Linked DNA regions of Zea mays: region 1 is linked to region 2. The links are chromatin contacts, called in public Hi-C maps. All regions are on one chromosome and are shown on one strand. The core of a region is the stretch at or near the end of the contact, and the rest is flanking DNA. Distances in the headings are between cores, read along the strand shown. Region 1 holds the start of LOC103631498. Region 2 holds the start of LOC103630267 (sorting nexin 2B).

Evidence for each region. A called contact is a pair of places that touch in the nucleus more often than the background predicts.
Region 1: a contact with region 2 is called in a Hi-C map of ear, with 1.8 times the contacts expected there. The contact joins the promoter of LOC103631498 here to the promoter of LOC103630267 in region 2. A contact is called at or near these places in 2 of 25 Hi-C or Micro-C datasets (ear and tassel).

The regions. Positions count from the first base shown.
Region 1 is chr6:152,434,773-152,441,492 of Zm-B73-REFERENCE-NAM-5.0, reverse strand. LOC103631498 reads left to right here and starts at 2,421. Exons shown (of 3, transcript XM_020539538.2): 1 at 2,421-3,097; 2 at 3,418-3,598; 3 at 3,671-4,306. The coding sequence starts at 2,700. The coding sequence ends at 4,294. It overlaps LOC100281100 (ATP binding protein), which reads right to left and starts at 2,195. Exons shown (of 5, transcript NM_001363939.1): 1 at 1,870-2,195; 2 at 1,665-1,713; 3 at 1-687. The coding sequence starts at 2,050.
Region 2 is chr6:152,046,512-152,053,020 of Zm-B73-REFERENCE-NAM-5.0, reverse strand. LOC103630267 (sorting nexin 2B) reads right to left here and starts at 1,726. Exons shown (of 5, transcript XM_008651332.4): 1 at 574-1,726. The coding sequence starts at 1,578.

The DNA.
Region 1 (6,720 bases), core at 1,172-3,671, 390 kb before region 2:
ACGGCGATCTCCACGCCGGTGGACAGCGTCCCCTTATACACCATGTAATCCGACAGGGAGCCGATGACGTTGCTGAAGTCCTCGCACGCGGCCTCGAGCTCCGACCTCTTGAGCGACGGCACGCCCGTGACGAACGCCTTCTGCAGCTGCCCGCTGAGCCCCGTCGCCCAGGGCCTGACGGTGACCACGCTGCTGGACCGGTAGCAGAGGACGAGGAGCGCCACGGCCGCGGCCGCGGCGAGGGAGGCCCCGGCCGCAGCCATGGCGTAGACAGGCCTGCCAACACCGCCAGAGCGCGGCCTCGCTCCCGCTCCTCCAGCCGGAACGCCGGCACCCACCGCCGGCCTACTGCCGGCGTCGGCCGGCACCACCACCGCCGGCTGCGGGGGCAGCGCGATGCTGTGCCCAGGGTTTGAGACCACCCCCGCGGGGAAAGGTGCCGGGGCCTGCGCTGGAGGAACGCTCATCGGTGGCGGGGCCTTGGGTGCCCACGGTAGCCATGGCTGCCACTGGTCTGGCTTGAACGTCGACGCTGGGCTTTGAGAAGAACTGCCTCCACTGTCTGGAGGGTACTGGCTGGAGTCTGTCAACGACGACACCTTGTCGCCGAAATCCCCGGACCAGTACCTGTTCTGCTGCTGCTGCTCGTGCAGGAATTTCCTGGTCCGGTCACCGTGGTGGGTTGTCCTGCTGCCAATAAGGCAATAATTGAGCGGAGGCAAAAAGGAGTGTGAGCACAAGAGGCGCAGAACAATCTGAGAAGCGTCGATGTGTCATCATCATCTGAGGGATGAGGCTGCTTGGTGCCTTGGTGTGTGTCGTTGGTTCAGCTGTCAATTCCTGACAACCAATGGATGGATGGATGATTCCAAGCCCATCCTTGTTTCTATCGACAGTAGTGTAGTTGTTGGTTGGTACTACGTACAGTTTGTGAAATGTGATCCATGCATGAAGGGTAGATATATAGGTGTGCCGAATATACAGGTGATCCGCATTGATTTTTTCTATTCGCTGTTTCCAGGTGAAAACTGAAAGGCATGGCGCTGAAGATGTGTCATCTGCTACATGAAAGAAGTCAAAGCTGAATCGGTATTGGCTTTTCAGCTAGCATAGTTAGATGCCTTGATACGCCTTTTATATAGACTTTTGTTTATATTATGTTTGATTATAGAATATAAAACATAAAAAATATATGTTTTGTTGGTTATATGTGAGAATAAAGAGTAAATAACCAATGATTAAACCTTCACTTGTGTATAATTTTATCGTGTGACGCAAGATAATGGTAAAAAAGTGAGAAGTCATACTTTATATAGTAGAGATTAAGAAAAAAAAGAGCGGGGCCTAATGCCATCCCTGTTCGGTAGCTAAACACCAATGTTTGAGCTAAAAACACTTAGGTTAGTTTAGAAAATTAAATTCCCTCAGGAATTCACAGGAGAAATTGAGCTAATTTCACTATCCTCGGGAATACTTCCAAACCAGTACTTATATAAACTGAGAAAAAAACACGACTAAAGGTAAAAATAAGCACACCAGAAAATCCGAGAGCATCAGCTTAAAAAACCCTATTTTTTAGGAGAACTGTCCGAATCTGGAATGCTCAAAGAAAACTAGAATCGGACAACCGGTCCGGCTCAGGATTAGCTGAAAGAAGATCTCACCTAGCTTCGGAGACAGAGACCATATCTTCCTCTGGGTTCGTAGTTCCTCCTACAGCCAGTTAGCATCAGCCGAATATGTTATTAAAAGGAGAACCCAATGATTAAGGTAATCCATGCCCATGGAGCGGTTGCCCAATTATCTCATATATACTCACATAGACACACGAAGAGAGACAACAGATAGAGACGCACTGCCTTGACATACCTTGTCCGGCATCATCTTTGTGGCAGCTCCCGAGATCAGGGAGAGCGGAGACCAGCACCACCACCAGCAGCAGCAGCACAGCCAGCACCCGGTGACGGCGCGTCTTCTCCATGGACGCCGACGAGATTCTGCTACGGAGCAACATGGGAACGTACGCCCGGACCAACCATGCACTGGTCATGAGAAGAAGGCCACTCTCGCCTTAGCATGCGGCCAGTGCCGGCGAGGGAAGAGCTAGACGCCTCAGCATTAATTCGTCTAGCTCTTGCAGTGGAGAGTGGAGACGAGGAGGAAGATGGCCACGCGGAGCGGGTGGTGTTGGTGTGGTTGGGGCTAGCAAACTCGCAATAATTTCGCGCTTGGCCCGATGCCGCGATGGCGATTTATGTATGGAACGCCCAAAGCAACGGCTCAATCGAGTGCGAGTTGGGAGGTCGAAGCAGATAAACTTTAAGGTGGAGTTAAACTGTACTCCAGCTACTAGTTTTGGAGACTGTGTGCGCTACTTGGCCAACCAATACATGGACTTAGGGCGTGTACAACGCCATTTAATCAAGCGTCTCCACATCTGTCTCCAGGGGGTTTTCTAAAAAAAATCTCTGCAGCCGGTGCTTGGTGGAGAGACGTCTTTGGCTCCCGTCCCTAGCAAGAACCGACGCCGCCTCTTCCGATTGTACGAGTTCCGGCCGTCTCTTGCAGATCCTGTGCGGCCGCGCCACCAATTTTTGTTTTTGGCGCGAAATCCAGGTGCTAAATCACTTCCTCTCCTTATTCCCTCTATTTTCTCTCCCAAATCTTACCTCTGCACCTTCTCTGAACCGGCGGCAACCATGCAGAGATCCACCGGCCATCAGACCTCTGCCGCCGCTCAGCGCTTGGCCTCCAGTCGCCGGCCCTTTGTGGCACCTTCCAACACCGCTGCGACCCGGTTCCCGTCCCCTACTGGTGTTCATGGCTCGTCCAACGGCAGCGTCGGGCTCCATTCGGTCGGCATCGACGGATCTCCAACAAGTGCTGGATTCCACTCTTCCCCGAGCAGCGGTGCTGGATTCCACTCTTCCCTGAGCAGCGGCCCTGGATTTCAGTTGGGTTCCGGCATCCACAGCTCTTCCCCCCGCGGTGGCCCTTCCCCTGGCAGTCGCCCCTCATTCGGCCCATTCTCATCTGCTAGCTCTGCTTCATCTATGGCATCAGGACCTTCTTCAACTTATTCGGATTTGCTTCATAGGTAAGTCATGCTGCTGGTAACCTTGTTCAGTATGGAGTTGCTTGTATGGATTCAGTAAGCTTATGCAGTACACATTGTTCATGTTCCAAAATTCATTTTCTGAAAAGAAATTTGCTTGTATACATTGTTCTGAAAACATATTCACTATGAAATTCATTTTCTGAACAGAAATTTGCTTGTATACATTGTCCAGTACGTATGGCTGTGTGCTCGGGTGTTCAACAGAATTATTTGATAGTGCAGATTGTTTGTATAGATTGTTTTAATTATACAAATGCAGTATGTAGGCTTACATCTTCCTTTTTGTGAATTATTTTCAGCTCTGATGGGTTCATAAATTATATGATGGGTCAGAATTCTCATTTTGTTAGAGGAACATCACATGTCACACAATTGGATGAATCACATGACAACCCTGTAGACAATGATAGAAACGATGGAGATGAAGAAGTTAGGACTGAGGCCAAGCTAATATGGAAATCAGAGGAAGATGGGAGAGTGGTATTTTCATTATTTAACTTGTCAATTTTATAGCTGCTTCACATTGTACTTACAAATTCTCTTTGTATGCAGATGAGTGCTTGGCTCAAACACTCCATCGACCCAATTGGTGGAAACAACAAGAAGTCTGACAAATATTGGACGGATGTGATGCAGGAGTACAATCAAGCTACTGTCAAGAATAGATGGAGGACTGCTAAGCAGGTTAAAGATAGATGGCACAAAATCAATAAATTGACAAATTCGTTCAATGATTGTTGGGTGAAAGCTAGGAGGGTTTACACCAGTGGATACTCGGATGAAATGTGGTTAGATAAAGCACATAAATTTTTTGAGGATGAGAACAAAGGATTACGTTTTCAGCTTATGAATGTTTGGTACATGGTTCGTAACGAGGCTAAGTGGATAAGTTATAACAATAATATCCATGGCAAGAGGAAGGAGATGGAGAATGGCAGCACACAAGGAGGAGGACTAGAAGATGTGGACCTTCCTCGACCAATGGGACAGAAGGCAGCTAAAAGAGCTGCACTTGAAGCAAAAGGAAAATATAAAGCGAGTGCGATAAATGTGGAGGAGCTTGATAGATTTGAAAAAATTCAAAACAATGTTGCAGACAATCGTATGAAGGCTCTTGAAATGCAGGGAAAGATTCATAATGATAAAATTAGTTTCTATATGATATATTTATTGTAAATTTTACGTTTTTGAAAGAATATATATATATATATATATATATATATATATATATATATATATATATATATATATATGGATACAAAATGTGTGTGCACATTTGATCAAGAGTGTTTTTAAGTCTACTCTACATATGCATTTATTAACAGACTGCATTTATAGACACTCCATTGTATGAAAGAGTCTCTTAGTTGTCTATTATACTTGGAGAACCGTTTTGGTGTCTAAGCATTGTACATGCCCTTATTGTACCGTGGGAGTATGCTTTTTTCATAGATATATGGTAAAACAGACCTGGAAGAGTTTTACCCGGTGTGGGAAGTACGTCACACAGAATTCCTTGAGCCTATAAAAACTAAATATCTGACTCATGTACACGTCCTAGAAGAGATATGGTATAAGACAATGTATTTGGTACGACTAATATGATGAAGTTCTAATTGGTTAGAGAGCTAGGCACATAAAGGTATGGCTGGTCTCTAGCGTAATGGTTAAAACATTTGAGTAGCACCTTTAGGTTATAGGTTTGATCCTCTTGAGGACGAATTTCGGGCTCGATTAAAAAATCTCCTCGCTGTGACCTGCCCGCTCCTGGGTTACGTCTTGCGCGCCACCCTCCGGCGGGGCCGTTGCAGAGTGGACGGTGACAGCCTGCTAGTGATGGGGGACCAGTGTTCGGGGATTTTTCAGGTGGGGCCATGTTTTAGTTTTTCTTAATATAATATCGGGAGGACGATCTTTCTCTTCCCGGTCGAGTTTTTTTTGATACCTAGACATTATACATCATCTAGGACAAATCTAGAAGCAACTCAAGACACCAGTTCACGACACCAACTCACCTATACTCATTACTCAATACAAGCATCAACCACCCCATACATACATAGGGTACAATGATTAGGTTGCTCGAATCAGTCTAAATCTTGCGTCCTTTGTCTTAATGTTGGCTCTGATTCAGGACCGGGACCATGTTGCGCTCTCTACGGGAGTGCGGACGGTCCGCGACCTTGCTGCAGGAGCTTCTCCTCTCCGTGTCACACCAGACATTCCCCACACAGGGCTCAGACGGTCCGTGATGGCACATAGCGTCTTCTTCTCCGTGGAGAACCTTAGATCTCACATCCCAGGAGGGACCCCATCGGGAAGAAGAGTTCTAGGCGGTGCTTCGAGGTCGGTAGGCCACTCGGGGCATCCCTAGACGATGTAGAGTCAAATAGAGATGAAGGAATAGGTCGAGGAAGACTAACACTAGATCTAAGTTACTTCTACTCCTAATGCTAGGAAGAACAAAGTAAATAAATTAGATTGTATTGATATGATTCGATTGTGTCGTGCACCAATCGGTCGTACACCTTCATATATATATAGGGGGAGACCTGGACCCGTTCCTAGGTGTTCCCCAATATAATCCACGTGATCAGTTGGATAATCACACATGAAAAAATCATTTTCTTGCCTGAGTTAATCCTACTGTGGACCATCCAGGCTACCCTGCAGACTACCCGGGGCACGGATCGTCCTGGCCACATGGCCAGACCGTCGGACCTTCCTAGCAATATATGGTGGCCAACACACACCCCCTATCGTTTGGGGAAGCTAAGTGAACCAAAAGCACCTGGTACATGCTGTTACGAACTCGATGCGAGAATATCAGTTTTCTAAGTATCTTGCCATACACTAGGATCATATTGCTTTAAGAAACGACCATTCAACGTCTTGGGTGGTTCATCAGCTTGCAAAGTTTGTAACATGTATGCATTGTCGGATATCACCTGTGTAACTCTGTAAGGCCGTTCCCAGCTTGGAGACCATTTGCAAACTTTCGGTTCCTGCTCCTTAATGGCAAGATGGTCTTCCAAACTAGATATCCAACATGGAATGACTTAACCTTGACCTTCTTATTGTAGGCTTTGGTGACTATGATCATGTCCTTTCAATATCCCTTAGAGTCATCAACCTGTGGTCGATCATCTCATCAATATTATCCATCATTAATTCAAGATAGTCACTGATAGTTAAATCATTTTGCATAGCAAATCTGATAGCATATAGGCTTATCTCTACAGGAAAACAACTTTCGGTCCATACACAGTCTCAAACGGAGAAACTTTACTAGCATAGTGCTTAGATATTCTATGAGCCCATAAAGCTTCAGACAGAAGCTTATCCAGTGCCTAGGATGATCATATATCTTCTTCTTAATAAGGCTAATCAATGTCCTATTACTTAACTCAATCTGACCATTGGCCTGAGCATAATATGTAGATGAATTGAGCAATTTCATTTTATATAATTCAACAAACTCATGTACTTATTTTGACATGAAAGAAGTCCCATGGTCAGTAGTCAAAGTCTAGGGATAGCCAAATCTATGAATAATATGCCTAGATATAAATACAATTACCTCCCTATGTGTTATAATTTTT
Region 2 (6,509 bases), core at 477-2,976:
GGCATAAAGGCACCATTAGCTACAATTGCAGTGCTGCAATTAAATAAAATTTATGTAGGAACTTAGTGTGAAAAAATGGAAAGATGCATGATACTGAAGGAGATTCATGGAACATACTCATATGTCATGAATTCAATGTGCTTAAACGTTTTTTATTTTTTTATTTTAATTTTAAACGGGGAGGATGGGGTGTTAAGTTTAATCTCAAAATAGACAATGAAGCACTATTAAATACTCTAATACTCATTACTCTATCCTAGAAAAATGAAATTATCACCTTCAATAAGTCAATCAGTCTCAAGTTTGACCTAATATTTATGATGTGTAACAAATATCATTAAATTAATCATGTAAAATATTTCGTAATGAACCTATTTGGAGATCCAAATGTTGATGCTATTTTCTATAAACCTAGTCAAGCTTAAAGAAAATTTGGCTTAGTCCAAACCTATGATTACATTCTTTTTTGGATGAAGGTCAGAAATACATTGCCTCAGTACCCCATGATCATAACAATGAACTACGAGGCACATATTACATCAAAGTTTTGGCATTTGAGGGAGAAGAGATCACCTGTTGTGACGCACTGGTGAGCTGCTGTTCCCACTCCTGCAGCTTCTCTTTCTTCTCCAGGAACTCCCTATCCTCCTCTACCAAGGGTGGCTTGACACCAGCCCAGTCAGTTACCACCGACTGCTTGAGCTCCTTGAATATCCTAAGCAGGTCCCTGCCGCCCTTGGCAGGCTGCACGACTTCCTGTGGTGCGGTGACGGTATCTTCCCCAGCAATGAGCTGCCGCGGCAGCCTTGCTGCACCATCCAGCATCCGCGATGCCATATCAGTGGTGCCGGGCAGTGGCATCTTGCCCTCGGCCTGCAGAAAGACGCGCAGCTCGTCGCTGGGGCCGATGGCCGGGTGCTCGGCGAGTCGCCAGAGATACCGCTCGAGCGCAGCACGGCGCTGAGCCACGAACTCGTCCCGCTGCATGACCTGGCTCTCGACGGTGTTCTTGTCCGGGCGCGGCGGCACGAAATGGCCCCGGAAGGCGTCGGCGAGGCGGTCTGCAAGCGTGACGAAGTCGCGGAAGCGGCGGCGCACGGAATGGCGGCGCTGGTCGGGGTCCCCGCGGCGGACGCTGGTGACGAGGTAGGAGACGTAGGTGGGCGCGGATCCGGGGACGAGCGAGGTGGCGGCAGGCTCTGCTTCAGTCTCCGGGTCGGAGACGGCGAGGAAGGAGTACTCGGAGGCCGCCACGCGCGCGGATCTCGGCGACGCGGAGGAGGGTGAGGAGGCGGAGCACGGGGAGGAGGAGACGGCGCCGGCGCCGGCGCCGGTGGCGTCGGCGTAGGAGGGCGGGTCAACGAAGGAGGAGGAAAAGGTCGGGGAGAGGGTGAAAGCGGCGGCGCGCGTGGGAGGGGAGCGGGGCGAGGTGGCGGTGGCGGAGGTGGAGGAGAAGAGGGGGTCAAAGGTGGAGGCGACTGAGGCGTAGTCGGAGGCGGCGGCAAGGGGGAGGGACTCCATATCGTCGTCGTCGTCGCCGGCGGTGGCCGGCTGCGACAGCGGCGTCGAGGACATCATGACGCTGAGGAGGAGGAGGGGGGAAAGGGAAACCGGGAGGGCAGATGGGTGTGGTGAGCGGCGAATACGAGCGCAAGCCGCAAGGCTCCGGCGGTTTGTTGCCTGGTGGTGTGGTCACCGCGCGGTTGGCGTAAGGAGACGCTCACGTGGCGCCACGTGGGACGGTGGGAGAGTAGAATATCGTGCATTGAAGCAACAGCGATGGATGGTAGGTCTTTTTGGTCTCGTCCCAATGTCTATGCGTAGCGACGATATACCAATTCTGTCATATATAACGTAAATAGTTATACAACATATAATTTCTACAAAGAGAAACGTCATCAATCCAAAAGGTACAATCAATTTCGCCGCCGATGGTTGATAAATGAATAGCAAGATCCTCTAAAAACTATGAGGAAAAATAGATGCATGAGATTGAATCCTAGTGTCCTCGCCAACCTGTGAACACTACAAAGAGCATGCACGAATGACACTACTCTCCGGTCTTCACTCTTGATGAAAGAAGAAATTATCTAAAAGCTTAAAGTTTAACGATATGCTTACTCCTAGTTTAACGATATGGGTCTTGGGCCTTAGCGTCGAACAGTATATGAACATCTTTTACAAGAGACAGCGACACGGGATCGAAGAGAACAGAACAGTATCGCCTTCCTCCTTCCTAGTTGTTGGTTCCTATCTCTAGCTTCTTCTAGGGTTAGAGTTCCTCTTCCTTTTAGTCCTCTACCTCTCCCTGCTTAGCTGCTTTTCCTTCCTGTTATCGGTAAAACCAGTGATGCTCTGTACTTCTGACTGCATCCGTGGACAGGGGTGCTAACAATTGGTATCAGACGTCACCGGTCTCGAAGTATATGGAGCCCAACCTTCAGTCCACACTGGAGGAACAAACGAAGATCCTTCGCGCGCTCAGTGCCTGCCTCGCTGCCCAGGAAGCACGGTGGCGCGGTCGGGAGTCGATAGCGGTGCACCATTCGGCGTCGATCCACGACCTGGAGGTAGCAGTAGCCATTGTGCCTTCCGCGGCGTTGAGGACGAAGCGAGACGCAAAGGTCATCGCGACCCACGAGTGTCTTGACGTGGTCGCTGACGGCTGGGGCGGCCTCTTCGTCAAAGGCGAGGACTGCATCATCGTCGACAAATGGGGTGGGTTGTTCGAGTATCCTGCTCACTTCCAGGAAGAACAGGACATCGACGATTGCATCACCATCAATAATGGCACCGGCTTCACCGAGGAAGACGACGCCAACCACCCCGCCACGCTCGAACCGCTCCTCACTGTCACCACCGTCGCCGCTGAGGTCAATTCCATCGCCAACACCGATGACGCCGAGGCTGACTCTCTCGCCTCCGCCTTCACGGTGGGGGTCGCCACATCGCAGGCCACCGAGATGCAGCTTCGCGTCGGGTGGGCGCGCTGGCTGGAGGGACAGGCCGACTACCTAAGGCACAATTGGATGCTCCGCTCCAATCTGGATTCCCTCATTCCGAGCAACCACACGCTGCTCCAGGATGGCTCAGCCACCAACAACTTGCCCCACCCAATACTCGACAGAATGCTTCAGCCATGGCACCGTCTTGTTGAGGACTATCGGTGATGCGCCCACAAGCGAGGACCGCGCGCTGCAGCGGAGGCGCCTCGAGTGCCTCGTCGCACGGCCTGAGTGGCGGAGGACTGGCAGACGGAACTATATCATGCTCGAGCATCGGCCAAACAGGATGACTAAGTGACCAGTTGAGTAGTCCAGGCACCAGACATGTTTGGTGCACACCGGACTGTCCGGTGAAGCATAGTGAAGCCCAAGGTTGCATCTTTTGAGCTAAACCCCTTTACTTCTTATCGACTCATTTTGAGAGGTTCGCTAATACTTAGACAAACATAGTTAGCCACCAAAACAATTGACTAAGTGATGGGTTCATACCTCCTCCACTTCTTTTATCCAGGATCTCTGTTTCACCTCAAATAGAGCTCCAAATGACACTTTTCTCTACAAACATGGTTAGAGAGCAAAACTAAAGTGCCGTATACATAGTAAAAGGTGTATACAACATATTTGAATGTCAAACCTGCATACTTATCCTTCTTCGCTGTTTTGCTTCTTTTGGCCTATTTGAAGTCGATGTTGGACTCCAAAACCTTGAGTCTCCAAGACTTGATCTAGATTGCCACCTATGAGCTCCAACATCCTATAAAGGTCACATGTAACATATCCAAACACAGGAACAACCTGAACTAAAAGTCAGAATGAACTTAGCTCTTTTGGGTTGCTTTCAGGTTCTAGCTTTGACACTACCCCTCCTTCTAGTGACCTTCATATACATCTTGAACCTCATGACTTACACCACATAACTTATAGATGTTATCTCATTGGTTGTAAGTCACATCCTTAAGTAGTGATTTTTGATGCACCATAGCTCTTCTCAACTCGATTAACCTTAACTTTGCAAGTCTTTTTCTTCACTCTGGCTTTGGGTTCCTCGACCTTCTTACGTGCACTCGATACCTCGAAGCTCTTATTGCTTCCATCCCTGGCTTGATCAGTTGTCTCCAAGATATGAACATCGAGACTCCTTTAAAGTAATATTCTTACCTCTTCACTCGTGATGTCCATAACCATAATCAACTCAGCCTTTGGACCATCACTCTTGAACACTTGTGCAGAACTTTACAAGCTTTACACTAAGCACTTGTTAAACACTTAACACATCTGTCAGCCCTTTAATTGGGTTGTCATCCAAACTACCAAAACCCACAAAAAGCTTTCACTTATAGAGTAGTAGAGACTAGAGTTCGAATGCTCAAATTTGCACAACAAGAAGGGAAGAGAAGGGGCTGGGCATACCTACTGTGGTGGGTTCGGGTCTCCGGCAAATGCACCAATGAAGACATGGGCAACAGGGCGTACGACCGCACATCAGAAGGGGAAGTGGAAGCGGGGGAGGGAGCTGTGCGTCGGCATCGAGCGCGATCCCGGAGGAGTCGTAGCTGCAGTACTTGAGGTGACGGCGGGGGCGCGGGTAAGGGTGGCCATTTTTGCGGCAGATGTAGCGGGCAAAGCGCGAGTGAGGGCGTGTGCGACAGTCACGAGCGCATCGGCATGTAAAGCGTGAGCGCCGTCATCGGGATTGGGGCGCCAAGGACAGGGAGACGAGGGTCGTGCGATGTCTGTTGCGGAGGGGGTAGGGGCGGGCAGCTGAGCGACGTGAGGGGGCGAGGGCATGGTGCACCGTGGACACCTTGAGAGCACCTAGAGGGGGTGAATAGGTGATCCTGTAAAATTCAACAACTAATAGCCAATAAAACTTCGTTAAGTGTTAGTATGGCTAAGTAGCGAGCTCTTGCGAATACACAAGTAGTCACAGAAAAGCAATCACAAGAGACACGCGAGTTATCCCGTGGTTCGGCCAAGTACAACACTTGCCTATTTCCACGTTGTGGCGTCCCAATGGACGAGGGTTGCACTCAACCCCTTTCAAGTGATCCAATGATCAACTTGAATACCACGGTGTTCTTCTTTCTTATCTCTTTTCCCGTTCGTGAGGAATCTCCACAAGTTGGAGTCTCTCGCCCTTACAATAAAGATCACGGTGAAAGCACAAGAGTAAGGGTGGGAAGCAACACACACAAATCTGCAGCAATACGCACACACACAAGCCAAGACTTGAGCTCAAATGAAGCGCAACAAGTTCACCACTAGAACGGAGCTCAAATCACTAACAAAGTCAATCAAGTGCGCGGAGACGGAATGTGAAAGACTTAGAATGCTCAAAGTATGCTTGGGTGACTCCTCTGAAAGTCGCCTAGAGGGGGGTGGATAGGCGAAACCTGAAAATTAAAACTTTATCCCCCAACTAGATCCCTTGATTAGTGGTTAGAACAAGATATACAATTATCGGAGTATAAAAACTAAGTTCTTGCTTGTAAAGAGTATTGCTCTTAAATAATGCGGAATTGATAAATCAATACTACTAACAAGTCTATGAGAATAAAGCAAGAAGGCTTAGATGAGAAGAGTAATGACACGAGTTCTTTCTTGCAATGTGTTGCTTCACTAAATGAGAATTTAACTTAAAGCAACACCAAATAAGGTTAGCAAAGAATAGTGCAAGAAAAACTTAGAGTGAGGGAAAACAAACAAATCATAATCAATAAACACAATGGACACGGGTGATTTGTTTTACCGAGGTTCGGCCCTCGAAGGCCTAGTCCCCGTTGAGGAGTCCACTAAGGACGGGTCTCTTTCAACCCTTTCCCTCTCTCCATCGATCACCAAAGACCAACGAGCTCTTCTTCTTCTCAAGGATCACTTAAGACCCCGCAAGGATCACCACACACTTTGGCGTCTCTTGCTAGCTTTACAAGCCTCCAAAACTTTGGAGGAAGTTCAATGGGAGTCAAAACTCCACGCGCAAATGAACACAAAGATGTAGCACACACTATCTCTCAATGAATCTCACAAGGCACTAGTGCTAAACTCAAATGAGTAGCTCTCTATTGCTTGCTCTCTCTTTTGTGGCACTTGTGTTGGTTGTAGTGGTCTAAATCTTGTGTATATGATGGATCAATGAATATATGTGGTTGGGAGGGCTTGAGTATGTCAACTATATGACTTGGAATGTTGTTTGGACTCCCACACTTTGAAGTGGCCGGTTGGGGTGGTATTTATAGCCACAAACCAAAATCTAGCTGTTGGTGTAGTCTGCTGGTGAAGGGCGCACCGGACAGTCCAGTGCGCCACCGGACAGTGTTCGGTGCGCCGCCACGTCACCTCGTCGTTAGGCCTCTGAGCTGGTCGACTGTTGGAGGCTTTGTCCTCATGTGGCACCGGACAGTCCGGTGTCACACCGGACAGTCCGGTGCCCTTCTGACCGTTGTTCTGACTTCTGTCGCGGTACTGTTCATCCGTCAGAGTCGACCGTTGCGCGCAGATAGTCGT